Linked DNA regions of Hordeum vulgare: region 2 is linked to region 1. Evidence: chromatin contacts called from public Hi-C data. All regions are on one chromosome and are shown on one strand. Each heading gives the region's core, a stretch centred on a gene start, on an enhancer-like site or on the middle of the called end of the contact. The rest is flanking DNA. Distances are from core to core; before and after follow the strand shown.

Region 1 (7,410 bases), core at 2,396-4,895:
TGCTAGTTGTTGTAAGAACAATTTGATGCTTTCTGCTAGTTGTTGTAAGAACAATTTGATGCTTTCTGCTAGTTGAGGACATGGATTACATCACTCATTGCATACATATTTTTATTGATAGCTGCATTACAAAGACATGGATTACAAACTTATAACTAGGACCGGATGTACTCATCAACACCATCAGCTGCTATTCCATATGTGAGGATCTCCATTGCCGCGGTCATCTTTTGTTGAGGATGTAACCCAAGAGCTCCAGAAATACTTTTTTGCGTAAAATAACCATCATAGTCATGCTTAAGTATACCATCAGCTATGCGGTTGAACAAAGTACGCGACATCCTAAATCTATGCATAAAAAGTCAATGAGACAGGGAAATGAAAAATGACCAAAGCAGAGAAGTGTACTAATTACAAACCTTCGTCGAAAAAAATGCTCAGGAACGCGAGGCACTTCTTTGAAGTAGTCGTTCCACAGAAGAAGAAATTCGGCATCTCTTCCTCGATCGATTGACTGACGTCCATGCTTGGAACCGCCATGGCGTCGAGCGTTCTTCCTCTCTTCCTCCTCGCGCTCGGCGAATGCTGCAAGTATGAGTTCATCGTCGTCAGATGAAGATGACGAAGAACTCATGTCCCAGGTCGATGTGTTCATTGTGTTGCGTGAGAGACAATAGAGAAATCTAGGAGAGAAGAGAAGTCACAGATAGAAGTGTGCTGGAAGAAAGGTGATAGAGGTGGTTTATATAGATCAGAAATATGACCGTTGAAAATATAACCGTTTAAAAATATAGCCGTTGAAAATATACACGTCCTACTTTACACGTTTCACTAAAAAAACTGAAAGATGTATAATTTAGCAGGTATATATGAACGTGTATATCTATACACGTTCAAATTTACACCCTCCATTAAAAATGCTCTTATTGTTTATGCTTTGGCAAGTACTCCTGTAAACAATCAATAAACAATAAACTTCGTTTCGAAAAAGAATGGCAATTAATCGAGTTGAAAGGTCTCCCAAGGACTGACCAGGTCCAAGTCTTCTTGTCCCTCCAAATAATTAGCGTGCGAATGTCCGTGATTGTGAGAGGACCGAGGACTGAGGTGACATATTTGAATGACCGAGCACGCCACGCCATGCACAGCAAATATCTATGCATGCGCGCCACGCCATGCACTGCAGGAGCAAATATCCATGCATGCGTGCCACGCCATGCACTGCAGGAGCTTGTGCCTGAACATATTCCTAAGATATTTCTAAGGGCATCTCCAACAGCCGTGCTTCGCGTCGCGTTCATTTCCCGCACGCGTTTTGGCTGATTTAGCGCGGGTTAGACGCTGACTCCAATAGACGTGCTATAATGCAGCGCGCAGGGGTGGACCCACGTTCATGGGAGTGGGGGCCTAAGACCCTACTCAAAATATGAAACTCCAGTTATAGTTCTTTGAAATTTTAGAATTTTTTGCTAAAACTATGTAAATTTGTACAAAGTGTGCCCCCACTCCTATTGTTTGCCCCACTTAAAATAGTTTCTAGGTCCGCCCCTGGCACAGCGCGCGTCGCTCCAGCAGTGACCAAAAATACAGCGCGCGCACACCATTTTTTAATAAATAGATTGCATTAAATAAAAAGCATACAAAGTTATTTTACATAGATTGCAACTAGATAGGTAGTTCGAAAACATAGATAGATAATTCGGTGCTAGATAGTTCGAAAACATAAAAACTAATCCCAGTCGCTCCAATCATCTGCACCATCATCATCATCGTTGGTGTCGTCAGAGGTTGACAGCCAGATGTCGAACCAACGCTCATCTTCTTAGTGAAGAAGGAGCTCCTGCCTGCATTGACGATATCGGCATGCGCACTCGCCAATGCCTTCTGCCGACGCATGTCCAACCGCTCCTCGCGGCGCCGGCGCGTGCCTCCTCGCGGCGCCTTGCCCAATAACCCTCCTCGTAGACGACGTCCTCCGAGTGGCGCCGACGCCACTCTGCGCGCCATGACCCGCTCGTCCTCCTGGGCGACGAGGAGGCGGCGCTGCCGCACAGTGTGCTCCGCACGGTCTTGTGCGGAGTTTACACGAGGCGGCGGGCGACGTCTAACGCCTGCTGGAGCGTGTGGACGTCCTGAAAGTTCATTTGGCGGCGCGGTCACGCCGCCGCGTCGAACGCGCGGGCGGCCTCGTGCGTCGTGTCGTATGTGCCGAGGCTAAGCCGGAGATCGCCGGATCGTATCTCGGTGTAGAACTCGTCGTTGGGGCGCTCGCGGACGCCGCGGTAGCCCAACGCAGAACGACGACGCGGCAGCATGGTGGTGCGTCGGGGGCGGGGCGCTGGAGCGGTGGCGGCGCGCTGGAGCGGCGGCGACGCGAGAGGTAGAGGGAGAGAGAGAGAGTGGAGCGGTGGCGGCGCGAGGAAGCGACAGAACGCTGCAAAAATGATTGCTAGCTGCCGCCTTTTCACGCGCGCAAGCTGTTACCACGCATGCTGTTTTTCCGTCGCCGCTGGAGCACGCCATTCCGTCTGACGCGCTCTAAAATGACGGTTTATAATGCGACCCGTCTTTTGGCGCGTCTTGGAGATGCTGTAACTGCTGTTTCCGCGCGTCACGCCATGCATGCGCGCCACGCCAGTTTTCTTTTACTCCCGCGCTCTAGGCCATGCACTGCACCTGCGTGACCCGGTCAAATCCAATAGTGTACCACTGTCGCATGCAGCCCGGCCAGCGGCGACTGCTAGTCTGCTACATGTGCCACTGCCTCATGCAGCTAAATTTGGAAATGGTTATTAGAAAATCGGATGTAACGGTTCGGTTATTACTTTGGGTTTGATTGGTTTAGGTTTTATTGGATTGAACTTTTTTTAGTTTGGTTTTGGTTTGGGTATGTGGAGAAATCAGTTTGGGTATAGTTGGTTATGGGCTTAAACAGTTTGGTTATAAACGGTTATAAATTATGGGTCCAAACCGGTTTCTAGGCATTGGTTATGTGCAATAACCAACGATGACCGAGAACGAATATCTTTGATTCGCATGCATGTTGTAATCCACTATGTAATTATGTATTATGAAGAAATACCGCATGAAAATCGGAAGTGTTTGCTTGTGCTTTAGCTAAATAATTTTATTTTAATACACTTGTTAGTGAGCTATTTATACGTGGGTATTTTTTTTTGCCTTTTGTTGTGTGTTGAGTGTATCTCAAGGATAACTTTGTTTTCAAACTGTTGTAGATGCACTTATGCCTTTTTTATCTCATTTGCTTCTTAACTTGTCAATTTGTGTAATTATATGTATATTAAAGCAAACCCATAGTTATGTATTGGTTTTAAACCCACGGTTATTCATCGGGTTTAAGTTGGTTTGGGTGGAAAAAATAATGGGTTTAGTTTTGGTTGGCTGAAAATGACACCAAATGGATATGGTTTAAGTATGGTTTTAAGAGATAAATGTATGGATATGGTTGGGGTATGGTTTAAGTATAAAACCATTCTCAGGTTTACATGCAGCCAGCCCGGACAGATGTTACATGTGTATGCAGAATATTTTATAAGATGATGAGACATGACTTATTGACTCCTACTTGACATTTGTTTATAATAATGTGCATTTTTGCCGAACACCTGGCTAGCTTTTTCATTCTTCTACTTATATCCCCGGAGTGCTAGGAGCTCAGGAGCACGCAGCCACACCTACCCGTTCGGCAAAGATGAAGCTCGGGTGTTCTCGGTTTCTTTTGTCTTGCCATGTTCTTCTCTGCCTTTCGGCGATTTGGGTGCCGGCCACGGCCGATGTGCCGGTAGCCCACCTTACCGGCTGCCAGGCCAAGTGCGGCGAGGTTGACATCCCATTCCCGTTCGGCATCGGCGAGCAGTGCGCGTTGCACCGCGGCTTTAACATCAACTGCACGACCGTCAATGGCATCCTCAAGCCTTTTGCGGGATATGTCGAGGTGACCAAAATCTCCGTGCCAGACGGCAAGGCCTGGATAAACGCCACGACCATGTCGTGGCGGTGCTATGATGTGGCCACTGACACTATGAGCTACCAAAACGAAGGCCTGGACCTCAGAAATACACCTTTCTGGGTATCGGAGGTGGATAACAAAATTATCGTCATCGGGTGTAATACTCTCGCTTATATGAGGAGCTTTCCGGTAAGTACTTTAGCTTCTATTTTATACTTCCTCCGTTCCGTTTGGAATTATTTTTTGCGCGGGGTCTTTGATACACCTGTCTGAGCGTTAGTAACTAATTCTAAATGAAAGAAGCATTATACTCTTTTTCTTAACGTGACTTAAGTTAGTATAAAATTAAGACATTTATTTTAATACGAAGAGAATACCAAATTATCACTACTCCCTCCGTTCCTAAATATAAGTCTTTTAAACGATTTCACTGAAGGACTACATACAAAATAAAATAAGTGAATCTATACTCTAAAATATGTCTATATACATCCGTATTTAGTCCTTAGTATAATCTTTAAAAAGACTTATATTATGAAACGGAGGGAGTAATTGTTTCCGTTAAGTACATACCCATTATTGATGCGCAAAAAAGAACATGAAGATTGGCCATAGTGAAATGGTTCGGGCTTGCTTTGGCTCCCTCCGCCCCCTAGCGCCGCGCAGCTACCCTCCCCTCCTAGAGTTGTCCTCCCCTCGCCGCCGCCCCGACGTGCTGGCGGGCAAAGCCCGGACAGTTTGGGCAGCGGCTGGGCCACCTCCTTCCCCCGACCGAGCTGCAGGCGGCGGGGCTTCGGCTCGCCGCAGAGGCTGGCTGACTCCGGCGGCCACCCCATGCTGCAGCGCTCCCTGGTGGTGACGGGCCGGCCAAATTCGACCTTGACTGGCGTCTGGCGATGGGAGGAGCCGAGGGCTGAGCTTGGTGTGGGCTGTTAACCTCGACTGTGCTTTTCGATGGTGGTTAACAATGGGGTGGTCGGCGTGGCACTAGTCTGTGGTGGTGGACAGCGTGTGGTGCGGAGATACGAAGGGTTGGCTTGGCTTGATCCGCGTTGTGCTCTTCGCGTCAGCCGCTTGCTCGTGTCGTCGGTCCGAGTTCAGCTCTTCGGGTGATGCCGTGTCATCGGACGGATCGGCTCTGGTTGCCATGGTTTTAGCGTCGTTCGAGTTGTTCATCGGCGACCATTGACAGTCACTAGGTTGCATCCCCATGGTCCATCAGGACCGACAGGGAAGGCACGCATGGGTGCCACCTGTTGTGGAGGCGCTAACCCACACCTGATGGCTGATGCCGAGCTAAGAATAAAAGGTGCTCCCTTCTACTCCTACTACCATGGCGAGGGTTGTAATGTGGATGGACGTTGGTGTCCGGAGCCATGGATGTCGAGGCGGCGGTCTTAGATGGTGGGCCTCATCATTGGCTTCCCGGCAGGCTTCATGGTGGCGGTGGTGACTCTACTTCGTGGTCATGTGGATGGCAAGGGGTGGAGTAGTGGGAGGCTCTGGTCTGCTCTACCAGTGTCCAGATATGATGAAGATGGGATGGTCCAGATGGTGACCGGGACCCCTTTTGGTGGCGTTGGCGAGTGTCCGGGAGAAAGCTTCGTGCTATATGGCGCCGGCATCGGCGGAGCCTGTGGGTGTCGCGTGCTTTTTGGAGCCGTCGTCGTGGGTATCGTTATGCCAGGGCTATGGATGAAAACATTTGTGTGTTCGCTTGGACTCGACAAGGACGACGCTTTGCCCCGTCACCTTTTTGGGGGTGTTGCCGTGGAACTCAGGAGTCTTCGGTCGGGTCTTAACGAGTTGTTTGCTTGTTCTAGGTTATTGTTGTATCTTTTGATCTGCTTTGTAAGAGGGCCTTCTCGCCATAATGTATCGTTCGGACATGTATTCTGTTATGTAGCTTTATTCATAAAACGGAGCGATAGCCTGTTTAGAGGGGAAAAAAGTACAAGGAACGGAGGAAGTATGATTTATATGATATAAGAATATGTCATTGGATTTGTATTTGAAAGATAAATATCATCATATAATTTTTGTGACATACAGTTTATATTTTATTAGTTGATTTTATGATTAAAGTTTGATATTAAATAAGAGGGGGCAATAAACCAGGATAGAGGGAGTAAGATGTAAAGATTTACTAAATCACATCTGAATGTGAAATAGTTATGTCATATATATATACTATATCACTAAACTTCCTAGAATTAGGGAGCCCATATTCAATTGAGGTCCCAATTAACATTGTGACACTTAATTTTAATTTGGTCAAAAATTTATCACTCAATTATTTTAATTCTCTATAATACTAAGCTTTCTATTTTTAAGGCCTTGCAATTAATTGAGCTTTTAATATGAAACTGGATCATCCAATTTTAACCGAGTCAACAATTTCATAATGAACTCTCTCATTCATTTTTTTAATACATCATGTTCCTTAACTTTTAAGCTTTTCCCCGTCAATTCTTGATTTCGATTCCATCAATCCTTTGTTGTGGCAATGAAATCTCTAACTTCGTCAAGCTATCTCATTTTAAAGCCCCTCATTCAACTTGTCAATTTTGATTGGATACATAATTGATTGGGTTGTTCATCCTGACTCCATGATGAGATCTCTCGATGAATGAGTGAGAAAACAAAAGTATCGTCCATGACATGTTTAGCATTAGCATAACAAACGCATCACGCAAGGTAAGTAACTTTCTCATGTTTTTTACTAATTAAAAGACGTCCTATCACATGGTAAAAAAATTCACCTAAACACCATAATAATAATAATAATAATAATAATAATAATAATAATAATAAATGATACATTCACGAACGATTCTCTACGGATTGGTTATACCAAACATTGTCGCACTAACCACTTCCCCGATTTGCACCGTTGGCCCATTTTTTTCCCTAATCTCTAACCATAAATTAATTTTTCCGTAATCTCTGATCATAAATTGACACATCCATCTGTAAGCAAGATTCCACAAAGTATGTCCCCAGGAATAGGGTATGTGACAAAAAAAAGGCAATTCATTGTATCCTCCATCCGCCAAACCAATTAATACAAATATTTATCAAAACTTAAAAAAATACATAGAATATGTATAACCCCAAAAAACATAAGCGACACGGTAAAGCACGCACTGCCATTCTAGTCTATGTTATCTACCGCACAATGTAATTGCTGAAAAAAAAATCGTGCAAACGTTTTGATCTGTTTTCGATGGCTGGTATCCTGGGTCGTGCTTGTTTTTTCGTTGATCACGGGTTCTGTGGGCCGCTCGTGTCACGCAGCCTATGTGTGCTGCATGCATGTGACTCTATATGGCCTCCTTTTTCTTGTTTCTTTTTAGCAAAAAAATCTTGTTGGTTGCAGAACACCCCTAAAAAAAAATTTGTTCGTTGCATCCGTTATTTTAGCAAAAAATTGTTTCTTT
Region 2 (7,410 bases), core at 1,792-4,291, 330 kb before region 1:
CTTGCTTGCACTTCTACCAAAAAAACTCATTCTAGAACTCTAAACCCTTTTTGGCGACTGTTTTATTGGGCATGGACGTTATGAACCAGATTAGGGATTAGCCAAAGTTAGATCAATTAGGCAGTTCAAAAGACGGAATGTTTGGTGTGTAAATTTCACCACCAACATGTGTAATGATGGATAAAACATACTGTCAAGAATATGATGGTCAGGTTGCACGTTCAGAAACAAAGGTGGGACCTGCAAAAGAAATATACATTGTTTAGACAAGAACTGCCCCGATATATGTAAGGCATCACAGATAAACAATATAGGGCATCTTCAAAGTAAAGATAAAGCACCCACCATGCTGACAGCCTCCTGCCTGGTAATATTACCAACTTCATTCTCTTGCTTCAAGAATTCATGGAAACTGGAGTAAAAAAAATAGATGTTAAATTAACAATGATATGTCATTAGAATATAAGTATAAGAGCTTCCAGTGTTACAATTTCTAATGGCAGCATATTGTTAAGCATGCCAATGGTTACACAATTTTATTCTCCAAAGAAATTTGGGGGTGCGTGACAAACAAGCTCGTCCTTGGCGTTTGCAATATGGCTTCATGCATCAGCTTATTTAAGGCACTACAGGTCGACAGCTACTCTACCAATTCAATTAGCACGCTATCTTATGAGCAACTTCAACAAGAAAATATAGCATCAAATGCAATACACAATATGACATTACAATTTTCAAAAGAGGTAACTGACAAGTTCCAGTGAACCGTTAATTGTAGAATAAAGAACTTGAGGCAGATCATTGAAGCAGCAAGTTGATTGGTAACCAATTCATGATGGATTTCACTTGATTCGGTCAATCATACATAAAACAATTTGGATTTCACAACATTTAAGGGACAAGCATGATCTCAATAGAGCATGATACATCACTTTGTGCAAAAGAAAGTTGTGAAGATATATTCGTTTGTATGAAACACCAGTTTAACAAGTAGTCAAGTACACACACCCTATACTACACACTATTGGCAAGGTTCATTCAAAATAAACAGCATGCACTACAAGGTCGGTTTACCTCTCAAGTGCCTGGTTTCTCCTCAGTTGCATCCGAGAAAAGTTCAAATGCCATGCAAGATTGCCAGGGTACCAAGGCAAAGGCCGAATAGCCTCTTTTTCATGGTCATCACTGACCTGTACATGACAAAAGTATTATGAAATAGAAAATATTAAGGTCATACCTTAAATGCATGCATAAGGTTTTTAGAAATTACCTCAGTCTCTAACGACTTCCTGAAGTCATTTTCTAATTGTGAACAAATGTCTTTAAAAAACTGACAGCTGGGAAGCAAATAAAAATCCTTTAGCTTGATACAATAGAAGAACCAAACCTTAAACAAAAGTAAAAAGGAGCCCTAATACAAAGAGTGCCTTTTTGCTCTAACTATTAGGTGGGTGTTTATATTCTTTAAAAGTAAACACACATGAGAAGGTGACAGATGTGTTCATATTTAAGTGTCTGGTGAACAAAAGCAAGTAACCAGCAGGCAAACCAGAACAGAAAGCATATCATCCTTTGCTGTCAACAAAACGAGTGTATACCTCCATGATTTCAAGTCCAAAATTTTGCCCACAAAACACAACAGCTATAGATTGGAAAAGAGTGAGAGCAACAGCCAGAATGCCAGATATGCTTACAAACTAAATAACACCAATTTATTGAAAATATTCATGAAAACTCCTCTTGAAAAGAGTAGCATAGATTTCCCAAATAAAGTGCTTGTTTGGATGAGGAGGCAGATCAACATGTGATTCTCGAGAAGTTAGCGGATCTTTCACTTAGTTGATCACAGTTAACAGCCAGTAACTGGACTTTCATCTAGAACATAAACGTGCCAAGAAGTTTCTATTTCAGTAAAGGTAATAAGGACTGACAAAGAGATTCGCGCTCAAATACAGTATTACTGGTACTGTCGCAACTATCAAGAATCTGGCATGTTGGTCCATCTTGATACACACTAACTGTTACGTGGGGGAACTAATATGCAAGGAAGGGGCGACTGCCAGCTGCTGCATCCATCTCAGAGTTGGAAAGGCAGAGGGCAATACCATAGTTGCTCTCTGCTGGAGAGAGTAAAATTAGGAAAGTCTTAGTTCAAAAAGTTTAGTAGGCTTGATTATTGAGTCAGTATCCAATTGCGCTCAGTCCAGGTCATGCATACAAATGTCAGCACGCTTACGTTTCAGAAAAAAAGCAAAGTTACCTCGCATTAATCCTAAAAGCGGCTGGCAATGGCTTCCGGAGCATGCTCATGAAGGCATCCCACTCTTCCTCAGGAACAATTTGCTGCCCCTGCAAGGCATACACAGATTCACATTCAATAGGATTCTAACAGAGGCCACATCAACAGTTTCTAAGTGATGCTGCATCCAGTTGAAAGACTTCAGCTACAAGGCGCTCCGACAGAAGCAAAGACAGCGGAGGGCAGATATGCTGCTATTAGCAGCAAGGCGGTCCAGAGACCAGTACTCAATACGGCAATCATCAATCCATAAACCTGCGCCTTACAAATAATCTTATATTGACTCATCCGCCACTAATCAACAAATCGTCGCGCTCTAGAACGAAAGACGCGTGAAAATCACAGGGCTGGCACTGCTCCATGTTAATGCCATCGAGCCAAAAATGTCGAAAAGGGGAGCTACGCGTGATCTGAACCAGGCGTCTGCACCTTGTAGTAAGCCTCGAAGGCCAGGTTCTCCGTGGCGAAGGGCTGCCAGCCGTTGCCCTCGCCTCCTTCGCCGGCGGAGGCGGGAGGGCGCCTGGGGTTGTCCTTCCAGACGTTCTCGCGCTCCTGCTTGAAGTGACGACGCTGCGAGCGCCCGCGCTTCCTGCCGCCCCCCATCTCTCCCTCTAGCGCGCGCTCCGCAGCTGCGGCGACCCGTCAGAGGCGGCGCGGAGGGAGTTGGCGGTGGCGGTGGCGGTGGCAGGAGTTGGAGCGCCTGCAGGTTTGTTGGTGATGTTTAGGGAGTGGCGGCGACGGAGGTGGGAAGAAAGGCGAGGAGGTCGCGATGGGTGGGGAACGTCAGGCGGGCTCCGGTTGGGCTCATTGCGAATCGGAGAAGCGCGAACTAGTAGTGTATGGGCTGAAATTCACACGAGAAGCCTAATGGGCTTAGCAGTTTGTAGACGTGTGGGCCGGCACCTATGGGCACACCTCCATGACTGTGGAGGAGATAGATGGGCTCGGACGCTGCTGTACGTACACAAAGCCATTGTGTCTCAAAAAAAACATGCACACAGCCATTCCTCTTGTTTTTCTCAAAAAAAAAAAAAAATCATTCCTATTGTGCTCTTCCCTGCAGATCGTTCTCTCCTCCCAAATCCCTCGCCGGAGCGCAGCATCCTCGCCGTCGTGACCTTCCACAAAGATGAAGCGGTAGGGATAACGGGGTGGGGGGTTGGGTATCCCCGGAGGGATGGCTCGGGAGGTGGACCACACGGACAGGTTCATAAAGGGGAATTGTGCATCTCACCCAATAGGCATCATATTGCCATGCTTGTGTTTCTTTGGTTTATGATATTTGTATCATATCTCGTGCATGTCTCAGTTTGTGTTTATTTGTGTTACTCCCTCCGTCTAATAATAACAACCTTTTTTAGAAAAGGAGGATTACTCCTCGCGTGTGCATCTAGATGATGCATGCGGTCATTTTATTAATTATTCACAAAGGTCTTATAAGTAGTACATCAGTTTGTCTGAAATCATCATCTTAGCAACAATTATCGCTTCTCCTAACCACTTGATGAAGGGGTGCCGATAGTCCGAGCCTAATACGAAACATACATCACACAAAAGCCTAACATCTAAAGCCGGAGGCCCCAACCGAGCCACATGTTGGGTTTGTGGTACAAACCGATCCAACGCACTCTCATGTGTCGTCGATGCCGTCTTCCACCAATCCATCTTTAGAGTAGAAACTAACACACTGACATTGCCAGACCTCTCTGCCATTGACGCCACCATGACGTCAGAGAGCGTCCTCCTCCTGCGTGAGTCCATCTTCGCGCATCGGACAACGAGTCTCCACTGCCCCACGCGACCGAGATGCATCACCATCAATGAGTAAGATGAAGCATCGCTCCACCAAAGAAGCCGTCCACTGGTCCCTCGAGCCCGTGTACACCTCCAAAAATGACGCCCCCAAGGAGGAAACGACACCAGAGCGCCGCCGTCATCCGATCTACTGATCAAGGGTTTCCCCCAGAGGTAGCGGATAGAGGTCTTGAGTTTCTCCACGGCGATGCCCTCAAGAAGGTAACGACACAAAACAGTGTCGCCGTCGCCGGTCTTAGCAACAAACCGAGAGCGAGGTTTTCACTCAAATCCACTCGACGAACCTCCTGTCGTGGAAATAAGCCTGACAGTAGACGAGTAGGGTATGAAAGTAGAGGGCAGAGTCCTAGCTACGGCAAGGTTGTACGAGTTCAGGCCCCTCTGCGGTGGAGATAATAGCCCTACGTCTTAGTGCCCTCGAGCTTTTGTGTCGAGTGGGATACAGGTGTTACAGAATGCGAACCCTTGTGCCAGAGGGGAGGGGTCCCTTATATAGAGTGTGCGGCCCCTCATAAGTGCCAAGCCTTCAAGGGTGCAATAAGTGAGATTAAATGCATACGCATAAATGAAAATAACTACAGTGGTCTAACGTATGACCGTTAGCCTCCCTGAGGTGGCTTCTGGCCTTCTATGTCGACTGGCTTCTGGTCTTCACCGAGTGGAATCCAGTCGTCGAGTATAAGATAATTTTTCGAGTGGTTTTATACCGAGTGGGCAAGAGGTTGTCTTAATCCAGTCGGTAGGTATCTTGTGACCTTCAAGCTAATAATGAGGTGCCCTTGGGTAGGACTTATAGGTCAGGCCTATGACCCTACTCTAGGGCTATAACCCCATCATTATCCCCCGAATGGATCGAGGTTCGAGTGGTGAAGGTGTAGCTGCAAATCTTGATATAGCAGACCGAATTTGAATGCTCTCCAAAGTTTTGCTGAATTGGATGTCGATCGAAATCTTCATCATTCGCCTTGATCGATTCTGCTTGGTCCAAAGTATCTAAGTGACTTTGAGGATCCGAGTGAACTAGCGAATCGGCGCATCTGACGGGATCTTTTGATGTGACCAGTCACCCTGTCAGCCCCGGATTTTTCGGGATTTGAAAACTTCGGTTGCCGCGCGCAACGTTGCGATGACGTCATCACCATCAAGTGGATCGCGTCGCCTCGATTCTTGCGCCTCTATCTCCGCCACGTATCTCGCGGTGGCCATCAAAGGGATAAGCTGAGGGTGCACTTGCCAGAGACCCAGTCGGTTGGTTATAAAAGACGTCGGCGCTAAGGTTTGGAACGGCACCAACTCTTTCTTCTCCTCTGATCTTCCTTCTCCTTAGCCACCAGCCCAGCTCTCAGCAACCAATCTCCCTGCCGTAGCCGTGATGAAGGGGCAAACCGGCAAGCTAGAGAAGGCGAAGAAGAAGGGCGGCTCCAAGCCTAGGAAGCGGGCTCTGCCGCCGGGCTGGATCCAGGGGGATTTCCTCCGATCCACTATGCGGAAGGAGGACCTCCTCGAACTCGTCGAGCACGGCATGCTGGCGGACAAATCTTGGAGGCTTCCTGGCGATGAAGTCAAGCCTGAGCCGCGCGATGAAGTCCTCCTTCTGACCCACGTCGAAAGAGGTTTATCTCTGCTGCCTCATCCTTTTATTCGGGGGTTCTTGAACTTCTTCGGGGCGCAGTTACATCATTTCCCTCCGAATGCCATTGCCCACCTTTCTGCCTTTGTAACTTTATGCGAGTGTTTCTTGGGGTGTCCTCCTCACTGGGGACTCTTTAAATCTATCTTCATTGTGCATTCTTAGTCGGTAAAGAAGGTCAATCCGACTGATGACAAGACCCATATCATCTAGTTGTGTGGGGGCTTAGGACTTCAAAAGAGAGCCAAAAGTAGTTATCCTGTCATGACCTTTCCCGAGTCGGTTCGCAACTGGCAAGCCACTTGGTTTTACTGTAATTTTGTCGCTTGCCCGAATATGTCGAGTGGACTCCCTCCCTTTACTTTAGAGCGACCGAGTGCTCTGAGGACGTTAGTGTCGATGAAGGAGGAGAAAGCCCAGGTGGAGCCTTTAGTCAAAGCGTTGATTGGTCTGGTCCGCTACGAAGTGGCAGGAATGGATCTGTTAGAGACCTTCATGTTGGAGAACGTCGCATGGGAAACAAAAAAATTCCTACGCGCACGAAGACCTATCATGGTGATGTCCATCTATGAGAGGAGATTTGGATCTACGTACCCTTATAGATCGCACAACACGAAGCGTTAAGAAACACGGTTGATGTAGTGGAACGTTCCGCGATTCAGATTGCCGTAGTCGTACTATCTCATCACGATCCGTCCCGCGAACTTCATCATGATCCGTCACGCGAACTTCATCCCGATCCGTCGTGCGAACTTCATCATGATCCGTCCTGCGAACTTCATCACGATCCTTCCCGATCTAGTGCCAAACGGACGACACCTCCGCGTTCAGCACACGTACAGCTCGATGACGATCTCCACCTTCTTGATCCAGCAATAGGGGGCGGAGAGGTAGAAGAGTTCTCCGGTAGCGTGACGGCGTGCCGGTGGTGGTGATGATCTACTCCGGCAGGGCTTCGCCTAAGCTCCGCAGAAATACGATCTAGAGGAAAAACTGCGTGGTATAGGGTCGAGCAACACGTGGCAAAGTTGTGTCTCAAAAACCCTCAATACCTCTAGTATATATAGGAGGGAGGGAGGGGAGGAGGCAGCCTCAAACCCTCAAGGTTTGGCCGAAATTGGAGGTGGAGGAGTCCTACTCCAATCCTACTTGGAGTAGGATTCCACCTTCCCACTTGGAAACTCTTTCCACCTTGTGTTTTTTCCTTCTCAAACCTTATGGGCCTTGGTGGGAACTTATTACAGCCCACTAGGGGCTGATTTATCTCTTCCCATAGCCCATGAGACCCCTTGGGGCGTGACACCCCTCCCGATGGTCCCCGGCACCCCTCCCGGCACTCCCGGTACACTACCGATGAGCCCGAAACTTTTCCGGTGACCAAAACAGGACTTCCTATATATCAATATTTACCTCCAGAGCTCCTCGTGACGTCCTGGATCTCATCTGGGACTCCGAACAACTTTTGGTTACCAACACCTATAACTCAACTATACCGAAATGTCACCGAACCTTAAGTGTGCAGACCCTACGGGTTTGAGAACTATGTAGACATGACCCGAGGTACTCCTCGGTCAATATCCAATAGCGGGACCTGGATGCCCATATTGGATCCTACATATTCTCCGAAGATCTTATCGGTTGAACCTCAGTGTCAAGGATTCATATA

The links. A called contact is a pair of places that touch in the nucleus more often than the background predicts.
Region 2: a contact with region 1 is called in a Hi-C map of leaf, with 4 times the contacts expected there. The contact joins the promoter of LOC123399035 here to the promoter of LOC123399424 in region 1. A contact is called at or near these places in 3 of 6 Hi-C or Micro-C datasets (leaf and seedling).

What each region holds. Positions count from the first base shown.
Region 1 is chr5H:469,215,861-469,223,270 of MorexV3_pseudomolecules_assembly, reverse strand. LOC123399424 (putative wall-associated receptor kinase-like 16) reads left to right here and starts at 3,645. Exons shown (of 4, transcript XM_045093834.1): 1 at 3,645-4,159. The coding sequence starts at 3,713.
Region 2 is chr5H:469,546,821-469,554,230 of MorexV3_pseudomolecules_assembly, reverse strand. It overlaps LOC123399035 (RNA cytosine C(5)-methyltransferase NSUN2), which reads right to left and starts at 3,041. Exons shown (of 15, transcript XM_045093465.1): 1 at 2,729-3,041; 2 at 2,261-2,349; 3 at 1,271-1,337; 4 at 1,075-1,190; 5 at 346-412; 6 at 192-240. The coding sequence starts at 2,902.